2 separate regions of the Rattus norvegicus genome follow, and region 2 is linked to region 1. The links are chromatin contacts, called in public Hi-C maps. All regions are on one chromosome and are shown on one strand. The core of a region is the stretch at or near the end of the contact, and the rest is flanking DNA. Distances in the headings are between cores, read along the strand shown.

Evidence for each region. Hi-C and Micro-C count contacts between places; a contact is called where the count stands out from the background.
Region 2: a Hi-C map of the A7r5 cell line shows a contact between it and region 1, with 5 times the contacts expected there. The contact joins the enhancer-like site here to the promoter of Celf6 in region 1. A contact is called at or near these places in 6 of 12 Hi-C or Micro-C datasets (the A7r5 cell line, hepatocytes, kidney and 2 more).

Annotation. Positions count from the first base shown.
Region 1 is chr8:68,869,667-68,872,366 of GRCr8, forward strand. It overlaps Celf6 (CUGBP, Elav-like family member 6), which reads left to right and starts at 1,427. Exons shown (of 13, transcript NM_001413529.1): 1 at 1,427-1,762. The coding sequence starts at 1,501.
Region 2 is chr8:68,968,948-68,971,647 of GRCr8, forward strand. It overlaps Pkm (pyruvate kinase M1/2), which reads left to right. Exons shown (of 11, transcript NM_053297.2): 9 at 2,462-2,628. Among named protein-coding and RNA genes, the nearest start is that of Pkm, 17 kb to the left of the region's middle. Within about 2 kb of position 1,259, at least 5 of the 93 cell types and tissues checked have an H3K27ac peak or open chromatin away from gene starts, as enhancers often do. A contact at or near this core is called in the A7r5 cell line, where this site is marked.

The DNA of each region.
Region 1 (2,700 bases), core at 177-2,676:
CAGGCACGCACGCACGCGCGCACACACACACACACACACACACGCAGGCAGGCAAAATTCATACACATAATACAAATGTTTATAAATTTACTGTGTCTCTGTGTCTGTGGTGTGTGTGGGGTGTGTGATGTCTGTGTGTGTATGATGTGTGTAATTTGTGTGTGGTGAGTATGTGATGTGTATGTGATGTGTGTGGTATGCGTGTGTATGTGTGATGTGTATATGTGTATGTGTGTGGGCAGAAACATGGGTCATGGCGTGCTTGTTGAGATCAGGAGTGGACTCTTCCATTCCATGTTGGGAGGGTTCCTCTTGTTTCTGTCCCTCTGCTAGCTGGCCCTCGTGACTCCTTTTTTTCCTCCTTTGTTGCACAGGTCTAGTATTTCAGATGCGAAGCTCTGCTCCTGGCTTTTCCATGTGGGTTCTGGGTATCCAACACAAGTCATCAAGCTTGTTTATTAAAAGCCTTTACATGCTTGGCCATCTCGCCAATCCTTCATCTTTATGAATGTGCGCTTGTGAAAGGGGGTATGGGGAGGTAAACACTTTAACACTGTGATTCGTCCGATAGCTTTTAAGATATTAACACACACGAAGTATCAATTTCCGTTTCTTCTTTTGCCCTCAACTCTGCAAATGCTAGGGGCGCCTTACGCCCTAACTTCTTTGATCCACGGCATCCTTTTCAGGAAAAGAAGATAACACTCCTGAGTCACAGAATAGGGAGGAGCCAGACACGAGCTGTGAGTAAATATGATAATATAAGTTCTCTCGCTTTCCTGAGGAAGGAATCAGTGCTTGGGGCTTATTTTAGAATACAAGAGACGAAGTGTCTGAGGCTCAGGAGCAAGGAGAGGTTGAAGATTCAGTAGAGGAGTGCGATGATCCTGGCAGGATGGCTTCGGTAGTAGGGGTAGAGAGGTAGAAACCTTATCTGCCCTACAGAAAACGGTCCAGCTGCTGAAGGTGTGCAGGAAGGGATCGTCTCCGACTCCAGCAGACAGCGCCACGCATGACGAAGCTACTTCCCATCCACTGCCACGCCCGCACACCCTCCACACACAGGGCAGCTGAGGGTCCGGTTGCCATGGAGAGCTGGAGCGCTTGAGCCCAGACGCCCCTCTCGCCCCCCCCCGCCCCAGCTCAACCAACTCCCTCTCTGATTGGCCACTGCTATCTCATTATGCAAATCACTTGCGTAGACTCGCCCTGCTAGCTGTCTGACGTCACTAAGCTCGGGGGCTGGGGCTCGGGGCTGTGCTTGGCGCGCTAGGGCGGGAGCCAGGAGAGCTCTGAGGGGGACTCCAGCCGGACCCCGGCGCCCCGCCCTAGACCACGCCCATTTCAGCCCCGCCCCTCGCTCTCGTCTGGGCCCCGCCCCCTGGGCAGCCCCCCGTCCTCGCAGGCGGGCCCCGCCCCCTCCCCCAGGCCCTCGCCAGCAGTCCAGGGAAGGGACGGCGGGACAGGCGGGACGCTCGGGAGGGCGGACGGGGCGGGGACATGGCCGCGGCGCCAGGAGGGTCTGCGCCGCCCGCCGGCCCCGGCCCGCGCTTGGCTTTCAGCACCGCGGACAGCGGCGTCGGCATGAGCGGGCTGAACCCAGGTCCCGCTGTGCCCATGAAGGACCACGACGCCATCAAGCTCTTCGTGGGGCAGATCCCGCGGGGCTTGGACGAGCAGGACCTCAAGCCGCTGTTCGAGGAGTTCGGCCGCATCTACGAGCTGACGGTACTGAAGGACCGGCTCACCGGCCTCCACAAAGGTGCGCGGGGTCAGCCCAGCCCAGCCCAGCCCAGCCCCAATCCAATTAGAACGCAGCCCAACCCAACTCCGGCCCCAAACGCAGGCCCAACCCCAGCCCTACCTAGAAACAGCTTGAGTCCAGTTCAGGACCTGCCCCACCTCAGTTCTGATCCCTCCCCAGGCCACAGAGCCCCAGAACCAGAATTTTCTCTGTAGCATCCTTCTGAGCTTCACTCTGGTTCCCTAACACGTCCATCACTCTAACCTCTAAATCCCTTGTCACTTCTCACATCCCAGCCATCAGACACCCCAAACCCTGGAATTTGGAAACTTATTCTACCTTCCAGCTCTGAAGTACCTGGTCTCCTGACCCCTGGACCCATGGATCTCTCTCTCTCTCTCTCTCTCTCTCTCTCTCTCTCTCTCTCTCTCTCTCTCCACCTTACTCAGGCCTCATCGCTCACACATCTTGGATTTGCACTCCTCCTTCTGGCCTCCAACCGCAAACCAACCCCTAGGGCTCCCATTTGACTTTTGAATCTGACAGCCTTAAATACCCCATACCCAAATTCTCCTCTTCAGAATTCAGACCTAATCTATACAGTCCAGTTCACTCCACCCCCAGGAGGCTCTCAGAGATAAATGCCTTCTCACATTTGACAATAACCCAATATTCTATACATTTTCCCAGAACCCAGTGCTTTTTACTGCTTCTGATTTGAATCCAGAATCCCAACCTCAGCTGGGAACATCCACCTGCTGTATACCCTTCATCTTTGGGTTTCCCCTGCGTGAATATACTTTTTCCCCTTACAATCCCCACTCCTGTGTATCTCCGCTTCCTCTCAATCCTCTTGATGGCCTCCTGTTTTCCTTTCTTTGCCAGCCAGTCCCAGACCAGAGCACTCTCAGGGTGGGTCGATCTAAATGAGGAAGAAGGGGATGGAGACTCTTCTC
Region 2 (2,700 bases), core at 9-2,508, 99 kb after region 1:
AGAGGGCCTGGGTACCTCTATTCTAAAGGAGCCAAGAGTTTGTTCAGCTATTCTCCTTGTTTAGCTTCTCATTTGGTCTCCTGGTGGTCTGTCCCATGGGCAGATGCTTCTCTCCACTGCAGGCTGTAGCCATACTGAGCTGCTTTAAGCTGGCCTTGCATGGTGCCTGTGACATGGGACTTCCTCCCTTGCTGTGCCAGACCCAACTCGGGGCTACAAATAGCTCTGGGGGTGGGGAATGGGTGCTGAATTTAGCAGGTTCTGTCTGGTCTAGGAATTATAAAGACTTCTCAGGCATATTATGTGCTCTTTTGATTAAGTCTTCTGGTTTCAGTAAGATAGGGTCTGGCGCAAGCTTGTAATTCCAACAATCAAATCAGCCTGCGGCAGGAAGATGGCTTGAGATTAGGCTGGACTAGAATGAGACATCTTGTAGAAGCAACAGGCGTCAGCTGACCTGTCCCTGCGGACTTTCCACCCAGGCCTCCGTCTTCTGTGTTCTGCTCCAGAACTTCTTCCGGAGCAGAACAATTATCTGGGGCATCAGTTAGGGACCGTTGCCTGATAAAGGCATGGTGGATTAGCTTTTTGGGGGTTTTCTATTCCCTTTTCAGCCAACAAAGAACCACAGTATCTTTTGTGGCTCCAGTTTCCCACAAGCCCCCCCAAACTTAAGACAAGTGAAAGAAAAGAAGGAAGCCCCTTCTGGGTTAGGCATCTTACCTTGCTTTATATGTATATGAGAGTTGAGTAGATTCCATGATCTTTCCATGGTTTATCTGAATTATAGCTGTAGCCAGATGTTTGCCTATATTGAAACAGACCAGCGCTTTGACTCGGCTGGTCATGACCTGTTCTGATTGGAATTGTGAGCTGGTCCTCATAGCTTCTCATAGCATGCAGGCATTCTCTCCCAGAAGACTTTTCCCTTCCTTCAATCTCCCCCACAGTAGCTGCCTTCCTGGTTTACACCAAAACCCCTTTTCTACTTACCTGGCCTCACAGTGGTCAGGAACAGGACTTTGACCAGGTATTCTAAAGCATGTAGTCACATAAATGTATTTTTGGATAGCTCAAGAAGACCTTGCCCAAAGTGGCGGTTGATGAGATTAATTACAATTAATTATATGTGTATGAGTTAGTTTTGGTGTCCTGTCCTTTTCTCATGCCCTGGTCTTTCCTATGAACAGACACCTTAGAACCTCGAGGCTGGGATTGCATGGCCCTGCTCAGAAGATGAGTCACAGAGTCCGGGTTAGACTGTGGCTACCCCCTCAGGGGATACAAATTTCTCTATCAGTTAACACTTAGGACAGCTTCTCCCCTTTCTTTATCTGTTTGCTGTTTCCTCCTGTGTCTAACTGATTCAGTTCAAAACCTGTAATTAAAAGCTAGACATCCCAGCTGTGGTTGCTTCCTGTCCATGCCTCTTGTCCTTTGGGCTTGCCTGCATTCCATGCTTAACCAAAAGATTACTTTCCACTTGCAAATCTGCTAATGCTACCAATAAAATCGAGTGCTGGTTTCATATCATTCCTGGAATTGCACTCTCTAAAACTTTATTTCTTTATTTCTAATGCTTGGTTTTACTTGAACAGGTGGTCTGTATATAACACATTTGCTATCCTGTAACCGTTTTAATTATTGAGTTTGAATCTGTGTCTTGAAAGGCCTGTGTGCTTTCCCAGGCGTCTGCCTCCTCACATGGCTGTTCAGTGTACCGTGTTCAAGTGAGCCAGTCGACCACTGTTCTGTTTAGAACTTGTGCACTGCAACTTTGGCTCTTTTGACCCTCACCCCCAGCTTTCAGAGCTGCCCGAGTGTTTCCACTGTAAGCCAAGTGCAAGCGCTCACTCTTGTGTGTAGGCGGAGTTGGATGCCTTGTAACCACATAGCCATGTGAGGAGGGGACGCCTTTTTCTTCCTGTAAGCTGTGTCAGGAGGCAGTGTGGTCAAGCGGAAGTGTAGTTGGCTCCACCTTGGCATCTTTCCATGCCAGGGTCCCTTTCTCAGCTTTAATCAAAAACAAAAGAAATGATGGATGGTGCATGCCTAGCACTTGGGAGGCTGAGGCAAAGAAAATAGTGGTGTTTTGAGGCTGACCATGGCAAGTTCAAGGCCAGTAGGTGCTATGGTAAGATCCTATCTCAAACCTGTGTGGGGTTGAGAATTGGCTTTTTTTGTTTGTTTGTTTTTAGAAACAGGAAAATCCCAAAAGGATACTATCTTTCCAGAAGGGAAGGAAGGATCTTTCCTTGTGTTTGAACAGAAAAGAGAGCCACCCAAAATCCCACATATAATACCATTCCAGGCTTTGACCACCCTGCCTCTGTATCTGCATGGAGAAGAAAAGATTAACCTAAGAGTTCCTTCCTCTCATTAGTTCCCTGTCTTTCCATGTGTTGTCTCTTGTTTTTGCCTTCATCCTTCTTCCTTATCCTTCCTACCCTAAACCTTACAGATAGCTCGAGAGGCTGAGGCAGCCGTGTTCCACCGCCTGCTGTTTGAAGAGCTTGCGCGAGCCTCCAGTCAATCCACAGACCCCCTGGAGGCCATGGCCATGGGCAGCGTGGAGGCCTCTTATAAATGTTTAGCAGCAGCTTTGATAGTTCTGACGGAGTCCGGCAGGTAGGGCCCTGAGGGCAGGTATCATTATAAGATAACCAGCTTCTCACACAACTAGGGCCCACTGTGTGCCTG